2 separate regions of the Mus musculus genome follow, and region 1 is linked to region 2. The links are chromatin contacts, called in public HiChIP or PLAC-seq maps. All regions are on one chromosome and are shown on one strand. The core of a region is the stretch at or near the end of the contact, and the rest is flanking DNA. Distances in the headings are between cores, read along the strand shown. Region 1 holds the start of Hspa1l (heat shock protein 1-like). Region 2 holds the start of Tap1 (transporter 1, ATP-binding cassette, sub-family B (MDR/TAP)).

Region 1 (7,157 bases), core at 1,138-3,637, 790 kb after region 2:
GCCACCCTGTCGCGCTGCACCTCGTCCTCGGCCTTGTAGCGCTCGGCCTCCTGCACCATGCGCTCGATCTCCTCCTTGCTCAGGCGGCCCTTGTCGTTGGTGATGGTGATCTTGTTGGCCTTGCCGGTGCTCTTGTCGGTGGCCGTGACGTTCAGGATGCCGTTGGCGTCGATGTCGAAGGTCACCTCGATCTGTGGCACGCCCCTGGGCGCCGGCGGGATGCCGCTCAGTTCGAAGCGCCCCAGCAGGTTGTTGTCGCGCGTCATGGCCCTCTCGCCCTCGTACACCTGGATCAGCACCCCGGGCTGGTTGTCCGAGTAGGTGGTGAAGGTCTGCGTCTGCTTGGTGGGGATGGTGGAGTTGCGCTTGATGAGCGCCGTCATCACGCCGCCCGCAGTCTCCAGGCCCAGCGACAGCGGCGCCACGTCCAGCAGCAGCAGGTCCTGCACGTTCTCCGACTTGTCCCCCATCAGGATGGCCGCCTGCACCGCCGCCCCGTAGGCCACCGCCTCGTCCGGGTTGATGCTCTTGTTCAGGTCGCGCCCGTTGAAGAAGTCCTGCAGCAGCTTCTGCACCTTGGGGATGCGCGTCGAGCCGCCCACCAGCACCAGGTCGTGGATCTGCGCCTTGTCCATCTTGGCGTCGCGCAGGGCCTTCTCCACGGGCTCCAGCGTGCCGCGGAACAGGTCTGAGCACAGCTCTTCGAACCGCGCCCGCGTGATGGATGTGTAGAAGTCGATGCCCTCGAACAGAGAGTCGATCTCCAGGCTGGCCTGGGTGCTGGACGACAGCGTCCTCTTGGCCCTCTCACACGCAGTGCGCAGCCGCCGCACCGCGCGCTTGTTCTGGCTGATGTCCTTCTTGTGCTTCCTCTTGAACTCCTCCACGAAGTGGCTCACCAGCCGGTTGTCGAAGTCCTCCCCTCCCAGGTGCGTGTCGCCCGCCGTGGCCTTCACCTCGAAGATGCCGTCGTCGATCGTCAGGATGGACACGTCGAACGTGCCGCCCCCCAGGTCGAAGATGAGCACGTTGCGCTCGCCCTTGCCGGTCCGGTCCAGCCCGTAGGCGATGGCGGCCGCCGTGGGCTCGTTGATGATCCGCAGCACGTTTAGACCGGCGATCACGCCCGCGTCCTTGGTGGCCTGCCGCTGAGAGTCGTTGAAGTAGGCGGGCACCGTGATCACCGCGTTGGTCACCGGGTGGCCCAGGTACGCCTCAGCGATCTCCTTCATCTTCGTCAGCACCATGGACGAGATCTCCTCCGGGAAGAACGACCGGCTCTCGCCCTTGTAGTTCACCTGCACCTTGGGCTTGTCGCCGTCGTTCACCACCTGGAAGGGCCAGTGCTTCATGTCGGACTGCACCACCGCATCGCCGAACTTGCGGCCGATCAGCCGCTTCGCGTCGAACACGGTGTTCTGCGGGTTCAGCGCCACCTGGTTCTTGGCGGCGTCTCCGATGAGGCGCTCGGTGTCGGTGAAGGCCACGTAGCTGGGGGTCGTGCGGTTGCCCTGGTCGTTGGCGATGATCTCCACCTTGCCGTGCTGGAACACGCCCACGCACGAGTAGGTGGTGCCCAGGTCGATGCCGATCGCCGTGTTCTTGGCCATGGCGCCGCGCTCTGCTTCTGGAAGGCTGCGCTCCGCGGCGTGGATGCTCCGGGGAAAGTTGCGCTCCGCGGCAGGGATGCTCCTGGGAAGGTTGCGCTCCGCGGCAGGGATGCTCTGGGGAAGGCTGGTCCTGGCCGAGGATCGGGAACGCGCCGCTCGCTCTGCTTCTCTTGTCTTCGCTTGTCTCTGGATGGAACCAGATTTGGTTCTGAGTAGCTGTCAGCGTCTGGTGACCTGCTCGCCGCCCTGCGCCTTTAAGGAGTCTTCACCGGCCCCGCCCACTCTCCGCTGGGCCAATCAGCGAGCCGGAGGAGGCCTTGGGGCCAGGAATCTTCCAGCAGTTTCGCGTCTGGTGGAGCTTCCCCGCCTCCCTTGAGTAATCGGAGTTGTGGGTTCCGCCCTTGTCCAGAACTCTCCAGAGGTTTCTGGGGTTCACTGGAGAGTACGGATTCCTGAGGGGGAGGGTGTGGGGAAGTGCTGGTGCTACTAGTGACACTGTTGCTATGGCGACGCATTACTAAGGCCTGTGTGGAATGGACAAGAAAGATCACCTCTAGCTCGGTGTTGTGTACAGTTTGTTGTGATTTGTGGGGTTTCGCCAACTCGCACAGTTCTGAATATGGGGGTTAAAGGCTAAAACTTAAGGGCTAAAACTTCTCCCCGCCAAGTTTAGGAGACCCAGGGAGATGCCTGGGGGCGTGTCCGGTGACGTGATCCTCTCCAATCGCGTTACAATGGCAGTGCTGCCTCTGACCTCATGGACTAATTTAGGAACTAGAGGCTCTGTCCCAGCACAGGCTCAAAGTTGCCGGGAGGGGCGGGGTGGGGGGTGGGGGGGACCCCGGCTGCTCAGTTTGGATGTTCCTGGAGCTCCCTGCTCGTAGGGGCTCAGCGACTTCAAATTTTCCAAACTGGATCGAAGGCGTAGAGATCCCAGGTGAGCTGGGAAGGCTCTGATTGGAGTGGGGCAGAAGCCTCTGTGTCCCAGTTGGTCCTCGTTTGATGGGTTGAGAATTTTCTTAGGTTTGACTGATTTACAGTCATGGTCTATTGGAAGCCACCATCCTTAGGCCTCATCGTCTTTAAGTGTTGGGATTACTATGTGGCTCTTCACACACAGATCCCCAGTTGTATTAATTTTGGGGTTGGTGGTTGGCAATCAAGAAGAAATGGGGCTGGACGCTTGAGGGACACAAGTGGCTGGAATTAGTCTGAGCTCAAATCGGAGGCAGACATCTTAAGACCTTTTTGAATATGGTATTGACCCTGAAGACAGGAGTTACAATCAAGAGAGGGACCGAAGCCTAGGATTCCAGCACTCCGGATTTTCAGACAGGATGGCTGCGGAGATGGGGCTGGTGTGGGAACAGGGTCGAAGATGAGACTTTGAGCCCTACTTCTATGAAAAGCTAGAAAAGTTGCTGGGAGCCGCCTGGAGGCTCAAGCCTTTAATCCCAACTGTTAGGAATGGAGGCAGAGTATTGCCTGAGCTACATAGTTGGACCCTGACTCTTCTTTTCTTTTTTTTTTTTTTTAAGCTTGGAGGGTGCGGGGATCCTAACAGCCATCCTTAGAGTGAGCTAAATTACTCCACCATAGGTTGCTAAGGAAGGCAACCTGATCTGAGGAAAGCCTAGTGCATGTCTTTAATGGTTTGTCTGTCTCTGTGTGTGTGTGTGTGTCTGTGTATCTGTCTGTCTGTCTGTCTGTGTGTGAGAAGAGGCTGTCTCACCCCCTGAATGAGACAGTTATGAGCTGCCCGCTATGTGTGTGTCTGTGTGTGAGAAGAGGCTGTTTTATCCCTGGATGAGACAATTATGAGCTGCCTGCTGTCTCTCTCTCTCTCTCTCTCTCTCTCTCTCTCTCTCTCTCTCTCTCTCTCTGAGAGAGAGAGAGAGAGAGAGAGAAGAGGCTGTGTCACCCCCTGGGGTAGGCCAGTTATGAGCTGCCCGCTGAGGGTTTGGGAACTGGGCTCAGGTTCTCTAGAAGAGCAGGAGGCCCCTGTCACTGCCACCTCTTAGGTGCCCCCAATATGTCTTAAGGAGTTCAGAACACAGTCTTAGGAGGCAGGTAGACAAGTGTGGTCCCACAGTAAAATATATCACTGACATAGGAAGAGTAGAGTTGATTTCGGTCCTGTAGGAAATGGAGGATACAGACCCACCCTTGGGGTAGCTGAGAACACTGTTGTCTACCATCTATGTAAGTCCTTTCCCATGAAAGCCAGGTCTGGATGTGGGTGTGTGAACCTATGCTAACAGCAGCATCATTCACAATAGCCAAGAAGTGGAAGCAACCTGGTGTCTATGGAGAGATGAACATGTAAGGAAAGCAAGGGAGATGTGTACATGAACAGTGTTTAGTTTTGGAATTACCAAAATAGACAAGCTCACGCGTAAGAATTAAGGACCATTATCTTGAGTGAAATAAGGCCAGCCACAAATAGACAAACACAGTATAATTCCAATTGTATGAGTTACTAAGCGTAGACAAATCCAGAGACAAGAATCCAGCAAACAGGCAACTCATGGTGAAGAAGCCCAGCCATGGTTAGCACAGGCTGTACTCCCAGCTACTTGGCAGACTGTGATGAGAGACTGCCAGGGCCCATGGCCTAGAAAATATGATGAGACCCATTTTGAAAAGAATTCCTATTACAATGAGTCTCTTTCAAAATGAATAGAGGTGCCTGGCAGTGATGGTACACACCATTAATTCCAGCACTTGGGAGGCAGAGGCAGGTGAATTTCTGAGTTCGAGGCCAGCCTGGTCTACAGAGTGAGTTCCAGGACAGCCAGGGCTACACAGAGAAACCTTGTCTTGAAACTCTCCCCCACCCCCAAAGAAAAAATGAAAACCACCAAAGGAAAAATAAAACAAAATGAATAGAGGCAAAGTTCATTATTGACTTAAAGATTTTAATCAAGTCTATTGGGATGAGGTTCAGACTAAATAGGAAGTGAGTTTGGCAGTGGAAAGAGGCCTATGGATGCCCCCTATGCCATGTTGATGTTTGACCAGCCTGTCTGTTTTTTGGTTTTTCAAAACAGGGTTTCTCTGTGTGGCCCTGGCTGTCCTGGAACTCACTCTGTAAACCAGGCTGGCCTGTCTTAATGTATGACATCTGGTAGACAAGAAACACTGTAGAAGCCAGAGATGATCCCAAAACAGATACTTGGGAGACTCAGGGGCTGCTGGAGGGTCTGTGCTCTGAGTCAAGAGTCCAGTGAAAGCACAACCATGCTGTGGTAATGTGAGCTCAGTGGTACAGCCCTGGCTTAGAATCCCCAAAGTCCTAGCTTCTGCCCCAGCACACAAAGACACAGATTCCAGAGCCAATCCCAAAGAATAAAGACAGTGAGAGGTGAACAGAGAGGGATTTGGACAAGGTTTGATATTCTTCAGAGACTCCAACTCAAAACGTATACAGTTGTTAGCCCTGGACAACTCAAAACGTATACACTGTTGTTAGCCCTGGACAACTCAAAACCTATACACTGTTGTTAGCCCTGGACACCTCTGGGGTTGAGACTTTGTAGCACTTTTCCCTCGTTGGTTTCATGTTTCTCACAAAAGAAGAGAAAGTGTGGAATTGTAGGGTGTATCAGACAGCTCAGACAGTTGTTAAGAAAAACAGCCTGGCTATATAGAGAAACCCTGTCTTGAAAAAAACAAAAACAAACAAACAAAAAACAAAAACAAAAAGAAAAAAAAAGGAAAAGAAAAAGAAAAAGAAAAAGGAAAAACAGCCTGGTTTGGTGACTCACGCCTGTGACCTTGCCAGACCTTGGGAAGGCTAAGAAAGGAGAATAGCAGCACTTTTGAAGCTAGCCTGGTATACATGGTGAGTTACAGGCCGAGTTGCAGGCCAACCTCCAGGCATACAGAGAGACACTGTCTAAAAAAAAAAAAGCAACCCAAAACAACCTTTGAGAAGCCATGGAGATTGCTCAGTGGGTACAGTGTTTGTTGTGCAAGCATGCAGATCTGAGTTCAGAACAACAATCTGATCATGCTTGCATTCAGCTGTGATCACAGGCCAAGCTGGATGGATCACTGGGTTCACTGGCAAGCCAGTATAACCTACTTGACCAGGGTTTCAGGCCAGTGAGTGGCCCTATTTCAACAAGGTGATTGGCAGGAGAATGAGACCCAGGGTTGACCCCTGAAGGCCACATGTTCATGCACACACACACACACACACACACACACACACACACACACACACTCTGACACACACGAAAACAGCCACAGAGACATTTTCAAGCTCTCTGTGTAGGACTTCCTTCTGTCCAGAAGAAGGTAGAGAGTCTGGGCTGTGTTTATCTTTACATTTGTGGCTTTAAGACTGATGGATGGAACTGGAGAGCTGACTCAGCAATTAAAAGCACTTTCTGGCACCTATATGGTGACTTATGACTGTAACCCCAGTCTCAGGGGGGTCTGACAACCTCCCCTGACCTCCTAGGGCACATATATATATGAAGACAAAATGTTCAGACACAAAATACTTTTTAAAGTTTTTTTTTTTTTTTTTAATAAGAAGGCTAGAGAGGGGCTGGTGAGATGGCTCAGTGGGTAAGAGCACCCGACTGCTCTTCCGAAGGTCCAGAGTTCAAATCCCAGCAACCACATGGTGGCTCACAACCATCCGTAAGAAGATCTGACTCCCTCTTCTGGTGTGTCTGAAGACAGCTACAGTGTACTTACATATAATAAATAAATAAATCTTAAAAAAAAAAAAAAAAAAGAAGGCTAGAGAGGGTTCAGCCATTAAGAACAAAGATAGGAAGCCCGGATTTTGTTCCTGGCCCCGACCCATGTTGTGCGGTTCCCAAGTGTAACTCCAGCTCCAAGGGCATCCCATAACTCTGACCTCCACAGGTACCTGCACTCGTGTGCATATACCCATTCAGACATACATGCATACACACATGAAATATTAAAAATGCATCTTGAAGAGAAAAACTGATCAATAAATAGCTTAAGTTTTATTTAAAAAGAAAACACTAGCCTAAATATGATTTTCAAGTCTCCTTTCTCCATAGGCCTCGGAAAACCATGGCTGCTAATAAAGGAATGGCGATCGGCATCGACTTGGGCACCACCTACTCGTGCGTGGGCGTGTTCCAGCACGGCAAGGTGGAGATCATCGCCAACGACCAGGGCAACCGCACGACCCCTAGCTACGTGGCCTTCACCGACACCGAGCGCCTCATCGGAGACGCTGCCAAGAACCAGGTGGCCATGAATCCCCAGAACACTGTTTTTGATGCCAAACGTCTAATTGGCAGGAAGTTTAATGATCCTGTTGTGCAGTCAGATATGAAGCTTTGGCCATTTCAAGTGATCAATGAAGCCGGCAAACCCAAGGTGATGGTGTCCTATAAAGGAGAGAAGAAAGCCTTCTACCCAGAGGAGATCTCATCCATGGTACTGACGAAGATGAAGGAGACTGCAGAGGCTTTTTTGGGCCACAATGTCACCAACGCTGTGATCACGGTGCCAGCCTATTTCAATGACTCTCAGCGGCAAGCCACCAAGGAT
Region 2 (7,623 bases), core at 447-2,946:
AGAAAATGTCCATGCAGGAGGTGACCGACTCAAGGTCACCCTGAAAAGCAAGGATGGTTCCTGGAGGCAGACACAATCTGCATGAGGAGAGCAAGAACTGAGAGGAAGGCCCAGGAAACCGGCCCCGCTGCTTGTGAATTGCGTACCACATGCATCATTACTGTGAATTACTGTGACACAAGACCAGGTCTTTCCTGGTCCTGGATCCCCCACCTGCAACCTTACTTTATCAGAAGGGGAGCCTTAGTGTTACTGAACAAGGGACACAGAGAGGCCGGGGGTTAACATGGCCAGGAGTCGAGACACAGAAGCAGCAAGGATCCTTCAGGTAGGGCACAAATTTCACTTAAGCGAAGTCTCTGCAGCCAGGGGAAAGGACTTCTGGATAGCAGAGTTTTTCCAGGTCAAGGAAAGAATTACGGATAAGTGAAGGAGGGTAGACACATCTACTTCCCCCACACCTTCTAGGTTAAAAGGCACCTTAGGAGACCCTTGGGTGCACTGAGAAAACTGACTTATGGAGACGAATGAGCTTCCCAAGTTGACTCAGGTCTCACTCTGAACCCTTGATTGATTTGATTTCTAAGTCCCACAGCTCCGTGGCAGCGAGGGAGACTTTTTCCAACCTTTCTGTCCACTCCATGTCGTTCTGATCTCCGGGGACCCTGCCCGCGAGTGTGCTTTCTGAGCACAAGTAAAAGGCCAGAAATGTCCACTTTGTTCCTCCACACCATGTTAACACTGTGGTTGGTGGCTTTTAGAGAGCAGAAACCAGCTGCCATCTTCCCAGCTCCTAGGTCTGGGCAAAGTTCTCAGGCAAGCATGGGAATGACGGTGTTGGGACAGGGTGGGGTGGAGTGTGCTGCAGGGCAGCACCTGGAACAAGGAGGACCACCGATCATCCCCATCTCCCCCTCAATCCTGGCGCCAGAGAGCTTGTCCTCACTCAGGGTGGGGGCTGTCTGGGGCTAGGTTAAGCAAAGATCTGTATGATGTGTAGGTAGGTCCTTTTCAGTGAGCCTCCATATTACCTTCTCTCAGGTGCTTCATCCAGGACACCTCAGCACCTCTTTTGCAGGGGTCCCCAAGCCCCTCACTTGATTTAGCCAGTAACCCCAACTGCGCAGTCTAGAGTGAAAGCGAAAGCGCTTTGGAGCAACTTCCCTTAGACGCTTCCAGCTCAAGCCAAAGAACGCACCTTCTCACCAGCTTCGCATGCGGATCCCTCCACAGACCCCTGGACACCACACTTCTGAGCAGGGATACCCTACGTTCACTGTGGAGCGCAAGCGCTGGGCGCTACAAGCTTCCTAAGTCTCTTGGTTTACTTCCAGAGCTTTAGGGGTCCCTGATCACTCCACCCGCTGACTCTCACCCCGAGACCCATTACCCCGGTGTGGACTTCTTCCGTCCGGAACGAGCCGGCGGTAGGTGCTCCTGCCCGCAGCATCTCAGCAGAGCGGGGCTCGGCTTTCCAATCAGCGGCTGCGCGCGGTGCAGGCAACTTGCAGACTGAGGCCCCGCCCCATCATCGCGCAAGGGGCGTGCCGTTCTACCAGCATTTGGCGCCCAGAGCAAACCTGAGCAGGGCAAATCTGCCCAGAGACAGGTGACGACAGAGGGTCCTGCCCTCAATCTGGGGTGGGGCCTGGGATGGGAAAATTCACGCAAGCAAGTTAAGGGGGCTGGGGAAGAAGAGGAGAATGAGATTCATGGAGAAGAACACGACAGGCCAGGGCTGCTAGGCAGAACTCCAACTACAGCTTCAGCGGCAGCTTCCAGAACAGCCTGAGCAAGCCAGTCTCAGAAGGAGGCGTGTCTAGTGATTCGAGGTCGGCTTTCGGTTTCTTCTTCCTCTAAACGCCAGCACTTCTAGTCAGCTCCACCAGCTCGAGCGGGTTCCCGGGACTTTACGCGCACGCCCTCGGACCCGCCCTTCTTCCTTCCCCACGGAGACTCCTGTGCAGCGCGGACGTCGAGAGTCCCAGGCTAGGACCAGACTCTGGACAGCTCACGCTCGATGGCTGCGCACGTCTGGCTGGCGGCCGCCCTGCTCCTTCTGGTGGACTGGCTGCTGCTGCGGCCCATGCTCCCGGGAATCTTCTCCCTGTTGGTTCCCGAGGTGCCGCTGCTCCGGGTCTGGGTGGTGGGCCTGAGTCGCTGGGCCATCCTAGGACTAGGGGTCCGCGGGGTCCTCGGGGTCACCGCAGGAGCCCATGGCTGGCTGGCTGCTTTGCAGCCGCTGGTGGCCGCACTGAGTTTGGCCCTGCCTGGACTTGCCTTGTTCCGAGAGCTGGCCGCCTGGGGAACACTCCGGGAGGGTGACAGCGCTGGATTACTGTACTGGAACAGTCGTCCAGATGCCTTCGCTATCAGTTATGTGGCAGCATTGCCCGCAGCCGCCCTGTGGCACAAGTTGGGGAGCCTCTGGGCGCCCAGCGGCAACAGGGACGCTGGAGACATGCTGTGTCGGATGCTGGGCTTCCTGGGCCCTAAGAAGAGACGTCTCTACCTGGTTCTGGTTCTCTTGATTCTCTCTTGCCTTGGTAAGGGAGACTGGGTGAAAGAGCAGGCCACAGGGGACAGGGCAATGGGCATTCCAGGCAGAAAGGGAGAGTAAAGTAGTCCCGGGAAGCGTCAGAGACACTAAGGAGGCAACTTAGGCGGAAAGAGAAGGACCCAGGCCCGAGAAGGGGTCCAGACAAGGGCGTTGGGGACAGGGTCTTCTGGGAGCAGAACTTCACATCATAGCCCAAATGTGAAGGTTTCTTTCCACACCGCCATCTTCTCCTCTCCTCTTCTCTCTCCTCTCCTCTCCTCTCCTCTCCTCTCCTCTCCTCTCCTCTCCTCTCCTCTCCTCTCCTCTCCTCTCCTCTCCTCTCCCCTCCCCTGCCCTCCCCTCCCCTCCCCTCCCCTCCCCTCCCCTCCCCTCCCCTCCCCTCCCCTCCCCTCCCCTCCCCTCCCCTCCCCTCCCCTCCCCCTTCCCCTCTTTTCTATTCTTTCCTTTTTGAGATAGGGTCTTTCTTTGTAGCTTTGGCTCTTCTGGAATTCATTATGTAGCCCAGGTTGGTCTCAAACCCAGAGAGATCTGCTCGCTTCTACTTGGAGTGCTGGGATTAACAGCCTGTGCCCCCAAGGTCTGCTAACCGCCCTCAAGTAGCCCTTGAGAAGTTTGATGTAGCCGAGCAGGCTTGGGTCTGTGAACAGGCTTGGGTCTGGGAGCTCAGCTTCCTGGATAGTGGTGAAGGGAGAGGGGCAGAAGTTGCGGGTAGTTTGCTCATAATGTTTGTGACTGAGGTGTCTCTCCTCTCTCCCCAGGGGAAATGGCCATTCCCTTCTTCACGGGCCGCATCACTGACTGGATTCTTCAGGATAAGACAGTTCCTAGCTTCACCCGCAACATATGGCTCATGTCCATTCTCACCATAGCCAGGTGTGGAGGATGGGAATGGGGGTCCCAGAGCAGAGGGGACTGGCTGTTGGGACTGTCATTTAAGTTACACTTCTGTGGGGATCTGGGACTCTGTCTCAGGAAGGAGACAACTGATCCTCCCGTGTCTCTGACTCTAGCACAGCGCTGGAGTTTGCAAGTGATGGAATCTACAACATCACCATGGGACACATGCACGGCCGTGTGCACAGAGAGGTGTTTCGGGCCGTCCTTCGCCAGGAGACAGGGTTTTTCCTGAAGAACCCAGCAGGTCTCTCATGAAACCTTTTCACTTGTATGCTATAATCTCTATACCGCCACACACGCTCTCGACTGCCCCCCCCCCCCAAACATGTCCACACACACATGCCCAGGCTGGATCCTCAGAACCATATGGATGGGGTGTGGTAATTCCAACACTTGGGGGATGGAGGCAGGACCTAGAGGTCAAAGTTCAAAGTCTTTCAGCTACATAGTCAATCTGAGGCTACCCTAGGCTACATGAGATCCTTTCTCTATATCCAAGACTTCCTGTATGTTAGGGAAAAGCTCTAACAACTGAGTGACCCCCAAGCCTTATTCATGGTATATCTCAAATGTAGCAAAACATTGTCTTTTTTACCCTAAGGAAAACTGTATTTGCATTCATTGTTCCCCATATGAAGCAGCAGACTTACAGCCCTGGAAAGCCAGAGACCCTCAACTCCAACGGCCTCATTTTAAATGGAGGAAACTGAATCCTAGACACTAGACGCTGAAACCTACCTAGGCAGATGCACCGAGGTTAGACCCGAGGGTCTCCATTTCCTAAAGGACCCTGGGCCTGCCTCTCTGGTTGCTTCCTCCCTTCTCTCCACGGCTACTGGAGGGAGGGCCAGCGGCAGGCAACAGACAGGAGTTAAAGTAACTGAAGAGCTGAAAGCTTTCAGGGAACTGGAAGTTCACTTCACATTACAGGGCATCACTGTGTAGCCTTGGCTGGCCTAGAATTCACTAGGTAGCCCAGAGTGGCCTTTGCTGCCTTTGCCCCCAGTCTGTTGGGATTAAAGGTGTGTGCCACCACACCCAGCGACAACTCCTTTACTGGCAAGCACAGGCCTAACCAGATCTTTCCTTTCTTTTCCCCCTGCATTGAAGTTCCTGCGCCTCCCCAGTCTCCTACCCGTTACCCGCCTCAGGATGCTGTGCTGACGGGCCCACCCTGGCCCCCACTGTCAGCTCCTCTTGTCTCTGTGAACCGCTTGCTCACTGTCTCTCTTCTCAATCTGGGCAGGTTCCATCACATCTCGGGTGACTGAGGACACAGCCAACGTGTGCGAGTCCATTAGTGGCACGCTGAGCCTGCTGCTGTGGTACCTGGGGCGAGCCCTGTGTCTCTTGGTGTTCATGTTTTGGGGGTCACCGTACCTCACTCTGGTCACCCTGATCAACCTGCCCCTGCTTTTTCTTTTGCCTAAGAAGCTGGGAAAAGTGCATCAGGTACGTCCCCAGATCCTCAGCTCCTACATTTAGTTTCTCCTAGACTGCTTTCAGTGTGGCTTTCCAGTCCTCCATCATCCTGAACCTCTGACCTGTGACCTCTGACCCCGCACTGCCCTGCACCTGCATCTCTGTACTCTGCCTTCTTGTCTAACTTCTGGCCACAATCTGTCCTTAAAGAATAGGCTCTCAGGCTGGAGAGACGGCTCGGGGTTAAGAGTGCTGACTGTTCCTCAGAGGACCTGAGTTTGATTCCCAGTGCACACTAAGCAGTTAGTTCTCTGTGGTCTGTAGTTCCAGCTTCAGGGGATCTGACTCCCTCTTCTGGTCTCCATGGAGATCTATACACATGATGCACACACATACACGATAAAATAAATCTTACAAAAACTGGATTCATTTCCTCCACGCCCCTTCTACCTAGAAGTATGGCTGTAGACCTTTCTCTTCCCTCTGTCCCTCTGACTCTTGACTCTATAATCTCCACGCAGCTAACCTAGGTGTCCATATTCTCTCTCATTTGCACCCCGTGTGATGTCTCTGGTCCTTGTCTTCCATAGTCACTGGCAGTGAAGGTGCAGGAGTCTCTAGCAAAGTCCACGCAGGTGGCCCTTGAGGCCTTATCGGCGATGCCTACTGTGCGGAGCTTTGCCAACGAGGAGGGTGAGGCCCAGAAGTTCAGGCAGAAGTTGGAAGAAATGAAGACTCTAAACAAGAAGGAGGCCTTGGCTTACGTGGCTGAAGTCTGGACCACGAGTGTGAGTACAGGAGGTGGATATCCCATCCTTTGTGTGAACATGTCTTGATTCTGCTGTTTTCCAACCCCCCTGCTCCTCCTCCAGTGGGAAGTGATTGGCTTCGGCTCTTGATTACTCAATTAAGGACTCTGCCCTTAATTCTCTCAGTGTTTTGTAGTGTTAAGAATCAGCCTTCCACATTGGCACACAAAGCCCACTTGACCTGTGTGTTAAGGAGATACCACTCTCCCAACTCCGGCACTTCCTTGGCTTCTCAGAAAGCCACACATTTCCTGCACGGTGTGCGCTTCATGTTGGCACTGTGTGGGCAAGCTAGTGGGAGCCACGAGAAGTGCCAGAGGCCAGCGGCCAGGGGCAGCTGGAACTAAAGCTGTAACCGAGATTCCAGGATCCTTCCTGCCACCCACCAGTTCTGTATCCAGCACATGTTACCTTTTTCTGAGGCTGTTGCCCTGATTTGAAAAATGGGAGTAAAACCTGATGTGGTGGTTCACATCTGTAATCCCAGGACTCATGCTGAGGCAGGAGGATTGCTGTGAGTTTCCAGCCATCATGAGCTATGATGTGAGACTTGTCTCATTAAAGGGTATTGGGGAGTGAGATGACTCAGTAGGTAAAGGTGCCTGCTGTCGTGCTGCTGAGCCTGGTGACCTGAGATCCATCTCAGGAACCCATATGGAGGACAGGAGAACTGACTCCTGAAAGTTGTCCTCTCACCTCCACAAGGTGCACTGTGGTGCCTACTCACATACAAAAATAAGTAAACAAACAAACAAACAAACAAACAAATGTAGTAAAAAAGTAATATTAAACAGCAGCAAGAAAGGTATAACATAATAACATAATCTCCTATACAGAGGCTCGTGATGTGAGCCGCTGTGTTTAGCTTTGTAATACAGGGTGGACATGGTTCAGCTGTTAAGGATGCAGACTGCTCTTCCAGGTGACCGGCACTTATGAAGGGCAGCTCACAACTGCCTGCGGCTGTAGCTCTAGGGGTTCTGATGCCCTCTTCTGACCTCTGTGGGTGCCTACACTCATATGCCTGTACCCGCAGACAGACAGACAGACAGACAGACAGACAGACAGACACACAGACATAATTTAGAACTATAAAAATAAATCTTTTTAAAAAGTGTCAAATGCTCCTGAAACAAGGAGCCGGCAGCGATGAGGAGGAGGACATGGAAGATGTGAGCTGTGTTTGAGTCTGACCATTGACCCCGCCTTCCCCCTAATCTCACGTGTCTGGGAGAAAAGACCTTCCATGTGATCATTGCAGTTCGTTTCATCCCATGGTTTCCCTGTAGGTCTCGGGAATGCTGCTGAAGGTGGGAATTCTGTACCTGGGCGGGCAGCTGGTGATCAGAGGGGCTGTCAGCAGCGGCAACCTTGTCTCATTCGTTCTCTACCAGCTTCAGTTCACCCAGGCTGTTCAGGTGAGCCCCGCCCCCGCAGTCGGCGGTCTCAGCCTGTCCATTGCCTTCTCTGCCGCTTTGCGCATCCTCCGCCTGTTCCCTGAATGCTGTCAAGCAGGTTAGACGGCTCACTTGCTTTCGTGGTCCATCCCAGGCTCACACACACCCCGCTCTGCAATGCAGGTCCTGCTCTCCCTCTACCCCTCCATGCAGAAGGCTGTGGGCTCCTCAGAGAAAATATTCGAATACTTGGACCGGACTCCTTGCTCTCCACTCAGTGGCTCGTTGGCACCCTCAAACATGAAAGGCCTTGTGGAGTTCCAAGATGTCTCTTTTGCCTACCCAAACCAGCCCAAAGTCCAGGTGCTTCAGGTACTGTCTACCCATCCCTTTTATGCCTCCTTCTTCTTCTTCTTCTTCTTCTTCTTCTTCTTCTTCTTCTTCTTCTTCTTCTTCTTCTTCTTCTTCTTCTTCTTCCTTCTCCTCCTCTCCCTCCTTCTCCTCCTCCTCCTCCTTGCCACGAGCTTCTCTGGCCTCC

Evidence for each region. HiChIP or PLAC-seq counts read pairs in DNA pulled down with a chosen protein or histone mark.
Region 1: an H3K4me3 HiChIP or PLAC-seq map of bone marrow-derived macrophages shows a contact between it and region 2, with 4 times the contacts expected there. The contact joins the promoter of Hspa1l here to the promoter of Tap1 in region 2. A contact is called at or near these places in 1 of 39 promoter capture datasets (cranial neural crest), 2 of 115 datasets of contacts at active chromatin or transcription factors (the SCID.adh cell line and bone marrow-derived macrophages) and 1 of 9 other capture datasets (macrophages).

Annotation. Positions count from the first base shown.
Region 1 is chr17:34,970,316-34,977,472 of GRCm38.p6, forward strand. It overlaps Hspa1l (heat shock protein 1-like), which reads left to right and starts at 2,388. Exons shown (of 2, transcript NM_013558.2): 1 at 2,388-2,547; 2 at 6,659-7,157. The coding sequence starts at 6,672. Hspa1a (heat shock protein 1A) reads right to left here and starts at 1,841. Exons shown (of 1, transcript NM_010479.2): 1 at 1-1,841. The coding sequence starts at 1,610.
Region 2 is chr17:34,185,860-34,193,482 of GRCm38.p6, forward strand. It overlaps Tap1 (transporter 1, ATP-binding cassette, sub-family B (MDR/TAP)), which reads left to right and starts at 1,697. Exons shown (of 11, transcript NM_013683.2): 1 at 1,697-2,546; 2 at 3,319-3,433; 3 at 3,571-3,701; 4 at 4,704-4,909; 5 at 5,470-5,667; 6 at 6,978-7,106; 7 at 7,269-7,457. The coding sequence starts at 2,021. Psmb9 (proteasome (prosome, macropain) subunit, beta type 9 (large multifunctional peptidase 2)) reads right to left here and starts at 1,471. Exons shown (of 6, transcript NM_013585.2): 1 at 1,391-1,471. The coding sequence starts at 1,450.